Regions from separate parts of the Pan troglodytes genome. Here all the other regions are linked to region 3. The links are chromatin contacts, called in public Hi-C and HiChIP or PLAC-seq maps. All regions are on one chromosome and are shown on one strand. The core of a region is the stretch at or near the end of the contact, and the rest is flanking DNA. Distances in the headings are between cores, read along the strand shown. Region 1 holds the start of SMIM20 (small integral membrane protein 20). Region 2 has its middle 120 kb from the start of SMIM20. Region 3 holds the start of RBPJ (recombination signal binding protein for immunoglobulin kappa J region).

Region 1 (4,188 bases), core at 272-2,771, 410 kb before region 3:
CCTCATGATCCACCCACCTCAGCCTCCCAAAGTGCTAGGATTACAGGCATGAGCCACTGTCCACAGCCCTCACCTGGGTATTTTCTATCGTGTGATATAAAGCTGGTGTCACAGTTCCCTCTGTGCTATGAAGTCTTCTGTCCTCATCCTATCAAGCTCCTGTAAGTGCCCGAGGAGCAGCTGCCACACTGCAGTCATCTGTCTTCCTCCTCTGAATTTCTGTAGCCCGCAGGACCATAACACGTGTCGGCAGCAGGCAATGTCGGTCATTAGTTATTTTTTATAGATATGTTCTATCTCTTCATCTATGCGACAGGATCCTAGAGAGCAGGGGTCACATCTTATTCATCTTTGTGTCCCCTTAGCACTCTGCCTGGTGTTTGGGGCATGGCAGATAGTCCATGAATCTGGGGAGAGATTGAATAACTGATTTACATGCTTCTAGAGCCACAGAGGTAGACAGTAGCTTGATGCAACTACAAGATTACAAAGAAAGAGGAAACCTGTCCTCTCCAAGCTATTTTGAAACGCTTGTAGATCTGTTGTGGCCTAAATAATGCTGCTAGGGTCAAGACAGATATCCTCTTTGCTCCCCAGGCCCAGCTGCTGGCATGATTCCTATTTATAAAGGCATGGAGGCCCAAGGAATCTGTGTCTCAGCTGCCCAGTATCCCTGGGCAGGTCATAGTCAGGCACAGCCCACTTGTAAGGGCAGTGTGGTGCAGAGGGCGGAGGATGGCAACTTGAGGAAGAGGAAAGAGGTATCTGTTCTCGGTGGCCCCCACCCAGACAATACGGAAGCGCCCCGTGGCCCCATGGATGGGACCGGATGCTGGCTCTCTGCCTTGGCCAAGGCATCCCAGCACAGGGAACAGGGAGAGAGGATGGGATGGAGGGAGAGAGGATGGGATGGAGAAAGAGAGTAGCTCGGATGCTGAAACAACGTTCCTCCTAGGCTAGTCTTGGTGCAGAAGCCCCGCAGCTCCGGTTTTAGAATCCCCCAGCAGGCCCTCTCGGGCCAGAGATTTGCCCCTTTGTCTCTGATACGTACAAACCTCCCTCAAGAAGGACGAGTGACTCGTCCAAAGCCGCGCAGCGGAGCCGCGGTTCCCTCTCCTGTAAACTAAGCAGACTGATAAAAGGATTAATTGCGCGAGCGACAGAGAGCATCTGGCGCACGGCGGACAGTCGCTAAATAAGAAATTAACGGGGGATGGACGAGAAAGCCGGCTGGTAAAGAAGGCGATGGTAAAGGAGGTCTGGAGGGTGCTGAGGGAGGAACCGGGCCGAAGGAAGGAAAGTAGACAGAACAGGGCCCGCGGGAATCGAGTGCAGCAAAACAGCTCCAACCTCAATCCAATGCCAGCGTCCGGCCCGCACAGCACGGAATCCCGGGGAAGGCGGAGGGCGGGGTCCGAGGCCCCGCCTGTGACCCCACCCCTTTCCTGGCCCCGCCCCCAGCCTTGAGGCCCCGCCTCTGACTCCACCCCTGTCTCTTTCTCCGCTCCGCCCCTCCTCCTCGTCCCTCCCTCAAGGCCCGGAAGCGAAAGCCTCTCCACCTCTTCCGAGCGGGGTCACGGCCCGGCCGTCGGTAACCTGGTTTCCGAGAGTGCCGGGCGGTCGGCGGGTCAGGGCAGCCCGGGGCCTGACGCCATGTCCCGGAACCTGCGCACCGCGCTCATTTTCGGCGGCTTCATCTCCCTGATCGGCGCCGCCTTCTATCCCATCTATTTCCGGCCCCTAATGAGATTGGAGGAGTACAGTGAGTGATCTCTAACCCCTTGCGGTGACCTGACTCCCCAACACACACACCTCCCCTCTGTGAGCTCCACGTGGTGCCGTGGAAAGAACTTGGCTCGAGGGTTAGGGAGAGCCGGGTTCGAATCCTGCCATGTGCAGCTTTGTGACCGTGGACAAGTTGCTCAACCTCTAGGACTCTCAGTATCCTCATCTGTGAATGTTTATGGCTACGTCATCTATGCTAAAATGCCGAGCCTCCTGTGAGACTCAGGTGATCATGTATATGAAAGCAGTCCTCACATAAGTTGACGCTAAGTACCAGTTCATATTTACAGTTAAAATTCACTGAATGCCTATTATACGTCAGGTTAGGCATATGTTGGATCGTTTCATTTGCACAAGCTCACCTTGAAGTATATATGTAAAACATGCCCATTTTACAAATGAGGGAACTGAGAGGCTCAGAGGATTTATAACGTTCCCAAGGTCACACAGCAAGTAAGTGACAAGGCAAATATATCCAACCCCAGGCCTCTGTCCAGAGCCTTCTCCAAGCACCCAGGCTGGGAATGGTGACTGGGGGAGCCAGATGGAACCCTTATCCTCCTGAGTGGAAAGGTGCTTTTACTGCACTTCATTTCCACTCCCAAAGATGTTTTTTGAGTGTGACTGTTTCAAACCCAAACGGTTAACCTGGGGTTTTTAGTGTTTTCTCTTCTTTTTCCTCAAATTGTTTTTCCGATTCTGCTGGTTTCCTTCGTTTTAAGCCGATTGCTCACATGGTAATGGTGAAATCCTGGGAGTAATTTTCCTTCTTAATCATTCCAGTCCTATCATTCTAAAAGCCAAACTCTTCTTCCTTGAGACCTATACCTCAGCAAGGATTAGCACTTTGATACATCTGAAACCATCTGTCAGACAGAAAATATTAGGCATTAGAGGCTCATTTTGTTCACCAGGAAACCCGAATCATCTTGAAGATGGAAGAGGGCCAACCCTGTCCCTTGGGAATATTAACGGACACTGAAAGCTTGGCGAATTGAAGGCGAAAGCTCCGTGTAAATGTTCTGCCCATTACAAATGTTGCAGCAGTCGATTTCTGGAGGCAGAGTGTTTTAAGTGCACACTCAGATTTCCTTGTAGCTTCTTTTCATTAGCCAAGACTGAAATGGCCACTATGTTCTGCCTTCCAGCTTATCTGCATGCACCATGCGTGGGAGTAAGGTGGGCTGTGTGAAGCCCTGCGGGATCTGTTTCCACCATCCTTCTTCAGCGGACGCCTGCCCCAGCGATTATATTGAGGCCACTAGAACTTGGGACAAAGGGTCTGCTTTGCATCCCATTGGAAAAGTCAGTTCTGAAAACTAGAGCTGTGGTTCTCATCTAGGGGTGATTTTGCCCCGCAGGATATTTGGCTCAATCTGGAGACATTTTTGCTTGTCACAACTTGGGATGGGGGGGGTCGAGTGTTGCTACTGGTTTCTTGTGGATAGATGCCAGGGATACTGCTAAACTTTTTGCAGTGCATACAAGACAGACCCCCATGACAAAGAATTACCCAGCTTAAAATTCGAGTGGTGCCTTGGTTGAGAAACCCTGCTTGAGATGAAATGGTCAAGATGGGGGCTTGTACTGTGTATCCCAGCAACAGTCTTTTAGGGATACTCCAGAATCTGTGGTTGTCTGAATGTCTTGAGACAGACAAATCAGGTGATGTTCATCTGTGGGTGAACATTTAGTGAATGTAACTATAATATCTGCATTTTTAACTAGAAGGCAGGCAGTCTGTGCCTTCCCACTTTTCTGGTTCCTTTTTGTTTTTTTTTCTTTTTTTCCGCTGTCACCCAGGCTGGAGTGCAGTGGCCTGATCTCGGCGCACTGCAGTCTCCATCTCCCAGGTTCAAGCAATTCTCCTGCTTCAGCCTCCTGAGTAGCTGGAATTACAGGTACCTGCCACCATGCCCAGCTAATTTTTGTATATTTTAGTAGAGACAGGGTTTCACCATGTTGGCTAGGCTGGTCTCGAACTCCTGACCTTAGGTGATCCACCCGCCTTGGCCTCCCAAAGTGCTGGGATTATAGGTGTGAGCCACCACGCCTGGCCTCTGGTTCCATTTTGATTAATTTGGCCAACTCTTTTCTGGGGATCGTAACTGATTCTTTTTTCTGAGACAGTCTCCCTCTGTCGCCCAGGCTGGAGTGCAGTGGCATGATCTCGGCTCACCGCAACCTCTGCCTCCCAGGTTCAAGCGATTCTTGTGCCTCAGCCTCCCAAGTAGCTGGGAATCCAGGCATGCACCACCAGTCCTGGCTAATTTTTGTATTTTTAGTAGAGACAGCATTCTGCCATGTTGGCCAGGCTGGTCTTAAACACCTCACCTCAAGCGATCCTCCTGCCTCAGCCTCCCAAAGTGCTAGTGTTACAAACTGACTGCTGTAACATTTGTT
Region 2 (4,284 bases), core at 406-2,905, 290 kb before region 3:
ATGGAGAGGGGACGGGCCTGGGTGATTGCATAGAGAGAGGGGACGGGCCTGGGTGATTTTACATAGAGAGGGGACGGGCCTGGGTGATTGCATATAGAGAGGGGACGGGCCTGGGTGATTTTATATAGTGAGGGGACGGGCCTGGGTGATTTTATATAGAGAGGGGAAACGGGCCTGGGTGATTTTACATAGAGAGGGGATGGGCCTGGGTGATTTTACATAGAGAGGGGACGGGCCTGGGTGATTTTACATGGAGAGGGGATGGGCCTGGGTGATTTTATATAGTGAGGGGACGGGCCTGGTGATTTTATATAGAGAGGGGACGGGCCTGGGTGATTTTTTATAGAGAGGGGATGGGCCTGGGTGATTTTACATGGAGAGGGGACGGGCCTGGGTGATTGCATAGAGAGAGGGGACGGGCCTGGGTGATTTTACATGGAGAGGGGACGGGCCTGGGTGATTTTATATAGAGAGGGGACGGGCCTGGGTGATTTTATATAGAGAGGGAATGGGCCTGGTGATTTTATATAGAGAGGGGACGGGCCTGGGTGATTTTACATGGAGAGGGGACGGGCCTGGATGATTGCATAGAGAGAGGGGACGGGCCTGGGTGATTTTACATGGAGAGGGGACGGGCCTGGGTGATTGCATAGAGAGAGGGGACGGGCCTGGGTGATTTTACATAGAGAGGGGACGGGCCTGGGTGATTTTACATGGAGAGGGGACGGGCCTGGGTGATTTTATATAGTGAGGGGACGGGCCTGGGTGATTTTACATAGAGAGGGGACGGGCCTGGGTGATTGCATAGAGAGAGGGGACGGGCCTGGGTGATTTTATATAGAGAGGGGACGGGCCTGGGTGATTTTACATGGAGAGGGGACGGGCCTGGGTGATTTTACATAGAGAGGGGACGGGCCTGGGTGATTTTATATAGAGAGGGGACGGGCCTGGGTGATTTTACATAGAGAGGGGATGGGCCTGGGTGATTTTACATAGAGAGGGGACGGGCCTGGTGATTTTACATAGAGAGGGGACAGGCCTGGTGATTTTATATAGAGAGGGGAAACGGGCCTGGGTGATTTTACATAGAGAGGGGACGGGCCTGGTGATTTTATATAGAGAGGGGACGGGCCTGGGAGATTTTATATAGTGAGGGGACGGGCCTGGTGATTTTACATAGAGAGGGGATGGGCCTGGGTGATTTTAGATAGAGAAGGGATGGGCCTGGGTGATTTTATATAGAGAGGGGATGTGCCTGGGTGATTTTATATAGTGAGGGGATGGACCTGGGTGATTTTATATAGAGAGGGGACGGGCCTGGGTGATTTTATATAGTGAGGGGATGGGCCTGGTCATTTTACATAGAGAGGGGACGGGCCTGGTGATTTTATATAGAGAGGGGACGGGCCTGGGTGATTTTATATAGTGAGGGGACGGGCCTGGTGATTTTACATAGAGAGGGGATGGGCCTGGGTGATTTTATATAGAGAAGGGATGGGCCTGGGTGATTTTATATAGAGAGGGGATGGGCCTGGGTGATTTTACGTGCGGATGCAGAGGAGGGGCAGCGTCGGGGAGGCGGAGTCCGACCTCGGGGGATTCACCCTGAGGGTTGCCGGCGAGGCCGCTCCAGACACGCAGGACCTGCCGGGCGCCACCCAGGAGGGGGCAGCAGCGCCATTCGCAAAGCCGGCCGGCCCCGCTTCGCTCTCAGGCTCAGGGCTGCGGAGACGGGAATCGCGGCTTCCCCTGGAAGGGGCGTCCCAGGGGACCTCCGCCAGGCCAGGGAAACCCGGCCTCCGGGCCTGGGTGAACGTGCCTTCCAGACCATCCTGGCAGGCCGCTGCTCCCCAGAGGCCTAAGGCGCTTGGGACAGCCTCCCACTCTACTCCTGAATCTCTCCTCCATCCCGGCCGGCCCCCACCCACCCCTGGTGGAACGGAGACCCCACGTCTTGCTCAGGACCTTCGCCACAAGGCCTCCCTACTCTGCCGCAGTGAGCCCTGCCAGGGAGGCAGAGCAGCAGAGCCCACCCTGCCACCGCCGCAGGGGCCCTCCCCAGGCTGGCCCTGCTGTCCCAAGGACTCATAGTCACCAGGCTGTACAAATATATCTCCTACAGCACATCGGATGCGAAGGGAAAACGGAGGATCACTATATTGCTTAGAACTAATCTGGTCTTTCTCTTCTGAGCCTCACCCACTAGTTAGTGGGATGGGAGGATAAATGAGATGTCCAATCCAGTTAAACTTCGAGCTGATATTTTAAACCCTGCAGATAGTGCTGGGTCTTTAGGAAAAGCGCTCAGTGTCTCTGAGAGCTGCTGCTTGCTCTGTCTCTCACTGCGGAGGCAGGGATATGGGGAGCGAGGGGGCTTTCCCCGCCGTGGCAGCAGAGCAGTGGGTTCCTTGGTCCCATGAAGGTCCCTGGCTGTGTGCCAGCTGCTGCCTGCTGGTCTTTGGGGAGACGTCCTTTTGTGGCCTGTGTCGTGCTGGACCTCCTGGCCTCCAGTACTGAATGTGTGGCCCATTCTTCCAGCCCAGGCAGTGCCCCGAGTGGGCTGCAGCCCCAGAGCTCTCCCCGTATCCCCCAGTGGCTCTCCAGTCTGTTCGTGGGGAGGTCCAGCCCTTGGGCGTGACCGGGCGGTCACCTTGTCTCATAACAGCAAGCTCACTGGTGGGTCCACTGGTTCCCGACTCAGCATCTGTGCCCCGTGGGACTGAAGGGAGCTCTGGGAAGCCCCCAGGCTGACCATAACGCAGCTCCTTTCCGGGGCTGCAGCCTGGGTTCTTAGGGGGCAGCTTGTGAAGTGGCTTCCTCTCGGAGTCCTGAAGGGTGACGTCTCTAACGCTGTCCCTCTGCGGGCCCAGAGATGGGAAAGCCAGGTCTTCCATCAACTCTGTTGATGTCTTGGCTATTCTCAGCCAGTCCACGTCCTTCTCTTTTTAAAAGATTCCCAGGTACAGAAAAAGCACGGTGGGCTTTCCCTTGACTTCTTTCTCTCCACATTTCCTCCTTCCAGACTCCCCTGAACGCTTAGTGACTGGCTTTGGTATCGAGCTGTGTATTTTGGAAATCCCTAGCTCAGTGCTTTAGGATTCACCTTGAAATACCAAGGGAAGAGGAAGAAGAATTTGAAAAATCCCGTCTCAGAATAATGGTCTGGCCTCTCAGGCAGGAACTTTCTGCATAACCTTATTTTGAATGACCAAAGCTCAGCATTGCCTGGGTGTCTCTTGGGATTCCTCCTGTAACCGAGTTGAATCTGCCCACAATTTTCCCCTCTCCCCATCTCATCACGCCTCCTCCCCCTGCAGCCAGATATCAAGGGAGAACAGGGAGAGTGGGAACCGGAAGAGAAAGCATGTTACTGCCTTGAAATGGGATCCCCCTTCCCCTGTCTTGCAGTCTGAAGAACTCTGTTCTCATCAGGTCCAAATCACTTAGATTTTCTTCTTTCTCTTATTGTTCTGTTAAAGCTCCAGCTATCTATCTCTACTCTCATCACTCCCCAGCACACCCCAGTCCACCCTACATACAGTATCGTCTCCAGTCCTGCACCTTCAGGTAAGGACCACGCTTTGTCTGATTCTTCGGATGCACAGCCCATGTTTTCACATTGCCATGCCATTGCTGCGCCGTGTCCCCACCTGAATTTTCTATCTTCCAGTCCTTTTTCAAGGCTCATCTCAGTATCACTTCCTATGAGAAATCTTTCTCAAGTTTACTAAGTCAGATGAGACTTCTCCCTCCTCTAAGGCCTGCACCACTCTGAATCTCTCACATCCTGCCTTGTATTTAGATATGTGTGTATTTATTGCCCAGCTAGGCTGGGATCACTCGCTCAGCTACATATCTTCTGTACGGTTGTGGATTAAATTAAATCAAATATGACGCTGGACATGGTGGCTCAGGCCTGTAATCCTAGCACTTTGAGAGGCCGAGGTGGGCGGATCACCTGAGGTCAGGAGTTCGAGACCAGCCTGGTTAACGTGGTGAAACCCTGTCTCTACTAAAAAAAAACACAAAAAATTAGCCGAGCATGGTGGAAGGCACCTGTAATCCCAGCTAATCAGGAGGCTGAGGCAAGAGAATCGCTTGAGCCTGGGAGGTGGAGGTTGCAGTGAGCCGAGATGGCACCACTGCCCTCCAGCCTAGGCTACAGAGTGAGACTCCACCTAAAAAAAAAAAAAATAATTAAATCGAATATGGTTATCAACAGGAATAAACCTAGATCCAGCTTTTAAGTAGGCCCAAAGCCCAGAGCACAGCACTTTACACAAA
Region 3 (4,403 bases), core at 1,583-4,082:
CTGCTAGTCTAGTCCTAATATTGTTTTGAACCCTAGGAGGCTTAGTCTTCAGAATCATTTTTACTCTGCCCTGAAGTGGAAGACACCCCATTCATTCTACAAATATAATACACCAGGCATTGTTCCAGCAGCTAAGGCTTGAATAATGAACAAACTAGACAAAAGTCCTTGCCCTTATTAATATTACATTATAATGGAAGGAGGCAGATAGTAAACACAACACACAAGTATGATAAATGTTATGTTAGTTAATGATAGGTGCCATGGACAAAATCAAGCAGAAAGGGGGATAAGGAGTATGGGAGTCCCTCTTGGGAAGGGTGTCAGGGAAGGCCTCCCTGAGGAGGTGACATCAGGCAAAGACAGGAAAGGAGTGAGGGAATGAGCTATAAGGTATATGAGGGAAGAGCATTCCAGGTAGTGGAAAAAGCAAAGGCTTGGAGCTGAAAGTGTGCTTGGGGCATCCCAGGAACAGTAAGGAAGGCAACTGGTGACAGCCCACAGAGTGAGAGGTAGAGGAGGAGGTGAAGGCAGATAGATCGGGGGGTTTGGCAGTAGGCAACATTGTCTAAGTCCTCATAGTGAAATGGGAAAGTCATGGAGGAGTTCTAGAGGGCCACTGAGAATGCTCTATTAGCACAGACTGCGGGAAGGCAAGAACGGAAGAAGGGAGGACCAGTTAGGGAACTTCCTTAAACCAGGTGGGAAATAAGATGGGTTAGACTAGGCTAGTAGCCAAAGAGGTGTGACAGTATTTGGAATGTGAGTATATTCTGAAGGTGGAGCCAATAGGATTTTCCGTCCAATTGTATCTTGGGTGTGAGAAAGGAGGCAAGGACTCCAAGGTTCTTGACATAAGTGGAAGAATGGAGTTGTCCTTTCCTGAGATGTGGGAGGGCTGCAGATGGAGCATGTTTTAGGGCAAAAAGGGGGAGCTGTTATTCCCTTTGTGGTTACCATGGCTTCCCAAGGTCGCTGGGGCTCTCAGAAGGCCATGATTCCAAATTAGATCAGTGGTCTGGACTAGGCCATGACTGAAATACCTTCTTGGGATGACAGCTCCAAGGAATATGTGCCCCAAGGGCTTTGTCCTCCTCCTGAGCTATCCTGTTCCAAGCCAGACTTGCACTGAGATATTGCACCAAATGGTTTTAAGTCTGTTTTTTTCTGTGTATATAATCAATAGGCAAACACACACACACACACACACACACACACACACACACACCCCTAAAACCTTGAAAACAACTTAAAAACCAGGGTTTCCTCCTATTAGAGAATTCACTGTCCTCCAAATATCAAAATTCAATTCAACTCTACATTTACGGGGCTGTGACGTGAGCAGGAAGACACTGGTTCCTAGATAATGCCAGGCTAAGGCTGGTATAGAAACCACATCAGGGCCAATCTGAAACGTGGCTGATTGAAGAATTTACGTAATCAGGAACTCATTGGATGAATGATCCAAAAGGAAGGGCTGCATTTAAAACAGTAGTCACTATAGCACCTGCCGCAGCAATACGTAAAATGGAATATTGCAATAAAAATACGGAAAGGTGACGGAAAGCAAAAAAGCCATATTAGTGGGAGGAAAAAACAGAAACTGATTTGTAAGATTACTTCAAAAGGCTAAGAAGAGACTGACAAGAAATTTTAAAAATCGTGTCCTTAAACGGGAGCAAGAATCTATACAAGGCAACAAGGCGAGGGCGCAGAGCTGTTTATTTATTTATTTATTTATTTTTCTACCCAGCTCACAGGGCCAGCGGGTAGATTAGAAAGAAAACAACCAATTGCTGCCAGGCGCGGTGGCTCACGCGTGTAATCCCAGCACTTTGGGAGGCCGAGGCGGGCGGATCACGAGGTCAGGAGATCGAGACCATCCTGACTAACATGGTAAAACTCCGTCTACTAAAAAATAGAAAAAATTAGCCGGGCGTGGTGGCGGGCGCCTGTAGTTCCAGCTACTCAGGAGGCTGCGGCAGGAGAATGGCGTGAATCCAGGAGGCGGAGCTTGCAGTGAGCCGAGATCGCGCCACTGCACTCTAGCCTAGGCGACAGAGCAAGACTCCGTCTCAAAAAAAAAAAAAAAAAAAAAGAAACCAATTGCTAAAGTAGAGTAGCTAAGGAATCAGAACTTGTTTCAAAGTAAGCGAAGTAGTGGCCAGACTAGGTGACTCAAGGCATGACTCAAACCCGACTCTGGGGGCTGTCTGTCAGCTCCCGGAGGCGGGGGCGCGGTGTCTAACACGTTTTAGGAAAGTACCAGGCTTGTGGAGGGCGACAGGAAACCTCCCCGGGAGATCGGCCTGGGGCTCCTCCTTCCCTAGAGCCTGACCTCTCACTCTCCGTACAGGCAGCGACTTCCAACCTCCTGGCTTCCCCTTCCTCCGTTCGAGGCTCCCCACCCCTCGTCTTCCATCCAGCGTCACAGGGCGTGTGCGTGTTGTGTGCGAGACGTGGGTCTCCTCCCCCGCCGCCCTCCGCCCCGTGCTCCCAGCCACGCGCCTTCCCGCCCCGCCTCCGCGGCAAGCCGCTCCCTTCCCACCCCGCCCGCGCCCGCCGCCCGCCGCCCGCCGCCCGCCTCCCGGGCACGCGCTGCACGAACGGCGCCCGGAGCTGGTCTAGGCAAACACCTGTCCTGCCTTGGCTCCGCGAGATTTGGGGCGAAAGCTTAGGCAACAGGGGGCACGTTCTCGCGAGGTTTAGGAAATTTCCCACGGCCGTGTTGTGTCTGAGCCGAGTAGTGGAAGGCGGTGGGAAGGAGGTGTAGCGTGAGACTGGACTGCCCGCATTGGGTACATGCGCAGTGCCGCTCGCGCGGCCCGCGCCAATCCTGCAGCGCCTTCAACAGGTTTCGGGCGGCGAATTCCAGTTCTCCGGGTTTTGGGGCTCCCTGCGGGAGGCAGTGCTGGATCTGGGAATCTCTAGGAAAGGAAAGGGCAAAGGAGGGGAAAGATGGGGGGCTGCAGGTAGGAGGAGGGGGCGGGGTTCGGGCCCTTCACCCTGCTGTTCCATGCCCCGTGGGGCCAGGTTTGCCCGGGGGCTTCCGGGATCAGGCCGCCTGAAGCGCGATTCGGGCAGCCGGCAGTGTCCTCGGCTGTGCCAGGCCCTCGGGTGGCCCGGTTCCCTGTGCAGTAGTGGTCTCAACACACACCTGGGCTCACACACGGTGGTGGCTGCGATGGGGTCTTAGAGAGGCCATGCAGCACGCGAGCGGCAAGAGCTTTGATCGGGTCCTCTGGCCAGACTCGGAGGTGGGAGAATGTGGCTCTCAATTCCAAGGCAGTTTTCCCTTCTGGAGAGAACTACTCCGCGCTCTGGCGTGTGTCTGCGAGGTGGCCATTAGGGGTGTCTTTGCTAGAGGCCTTGGCTTGACCTCATTTCACACCCAAGGAGAACGCTAAGGCGAGAGAGCTCAACTGCAAAAGTTTTCCGCTTGAGGAGCTCTGGAAGGGCCTCCTCATTAGCATGGGGGGGTGTAATGAATGAAGACAGTCCCCGACGTGTCACTTGCCCGAACCCCAGACATCTCTGGCGCTCCTGCACCAAACGCCGAGATTAGCATAAAGGAGGAGCCCAGGGAACGTTTGAATGAATGAAAAGAGCTGGGAACCCAGAGTGAGCGGGAAGCCGCTTGGAAAACACCCATTGAGGAGGTGTTTCATCTAGGCCTGTGAAACGCAGCCCATTTTCCCAGGACCCCTCCTCCCTTCTCCTCGGCCCCGCCTCCTGACCCCTCCATTCCTCGTCCCCGTAGTAATCCCCTCCGGTTTTCCTCAGTCTCCACGTACGTCCCTCAAGGCGCGTCCCAAAACCCGGATAACCGGAGCGCTCCCCATGGACCACACGGAGGGCTCGCCCGCGGAGGAGCCGCCTGCGCATGCTCCATCGCCTGGGTAGGTTTCCAGGGAAGGCAGCGAGCAGGATCCCCTAGTCTGCGGGCGGCGCGAGGCGTCTGGCTCTTCGCGGCGGCGGCGAGGGGAAAGGGAGCGCGGGGGCTGGGTGGAATCGAGGAGTGAGGAAAAAGGGAAGGGGCGGGGGAGAGGGACCAGGGAAGGCGTCGGGGGGAATCTCGCGAGGGTTGGAGTTTTGGCGAGAGTTTGTGGAAGATGGCGCCTGTTGTGACAGGGTAAGTCTGAGGGAATCGGAGCGCCGGGAACCGGGAAAGTTGCGGGCGTCTGGCAGCTCACGGCGGGCAGCGGGTTCGGGGGCCGCGGCGCGCTTGGCGTTCGGGGGCCCGCGGGGGCGGCGTCGCGTGCGCCGAGCGCGGCGGCGGCGGCGTGTGGCCGTGCGCTGCCGCTCTGCGCTGCCGTGGCTCAGGCTCCAGCGCGTGAGGGCGGGCGGCGGCGGCGGCGGCGGCGAGGCCGGCGGGTGCGGGCGTGAGTGCGGCCGGGCGCGCG

Evidence for each region. Hi-C and Micro-C count contacts between places; a contact is called where the count stands out from the background. HiChIP or PLAC-seq counts read pairs in DNA pulled down with a chosen protein or histone mark.
Region 1: an H3K4me3 HiChIP or PLAC-seq map of stem cell-derived excitatory neurons shows a contact between it and region 3, with 5 times the contacts expected there. The contact joins the promoter of SMIM20 here to the promoter of RBPJ in region 3. A contact is called at or near these places in 1 of 7 Hi-C or Micro-C datasets (stem cell-derived neural progenitor cells) and 1 of 1 datasets of contacts at active chromatin or transcription factors (stem cell-derived excitatory neurons).
Region 2: a Hi-C map of stem cell-derived neural progenitor cells shows a contact between it and region 3, with 5 times the contacts expected there. The contact joins the enhancer-like site here to the promoter of RBPJ in region 3. A contact is called at or near these places in 2 of 7 Hi-C or Micro-C datasets (blood and stem cell-derived neural progenitor cells) and 1 of 1 datasets of contacts at active chromatin or transcription factors (stem cell-derived excitatory neurons).

Annotation. Positions count from the first base shown.
Region 1 is chr3:26,371,911-26,376,098 of NHGRI_mPanTro3-v2.0_pri, forward strand. SMIM20 (small integral membrane protein 20) reads left to right here and starts at 1,522. Exons shown (of 3, transcript XM_024356026.3): 1 at 1,522-1,762. The coding sequence starts at 1,654. It overlaps LOC107974217 (a long non-coding RNA gene), which reads right to left and starts at 1,450. Exons shown (of 4, transcript XR_010156500.1): 1 at 1,351-1,450.
Region 2 is chr3:26,491,391-26,495,674 of NHGRI_mPanTro3-v2.0_pri, forward strand. No RefSeq gene overlaps it. Among named protein-coding and RNA genes, the nearest start is that of SMIM20, 120 kb to the left of the region's middle. Within about 2 kb of position 1,656, at least 9 of the 24 cell types and tissues checked have an H3K27ac peak or open chromatin away from gene starts, as enhancers often do. A contact at or near this core is called in stem cell-derived neural progenitor cells, where this site is marked.
Region 3 is chr3:26,781,456-26,785,858 of NHGRI_mPanTro3-v2.0_pri, forward strand. RBPJ (recombination signal binding protein for immunoglobulin kappa J region) reads left to right here and starts at 2,833. Exons shown (of 12, transcript XM_001166354.7): 1 at 2,833-3,257; 2 at 3,784-3,899. The coding sequence starts at 3,204.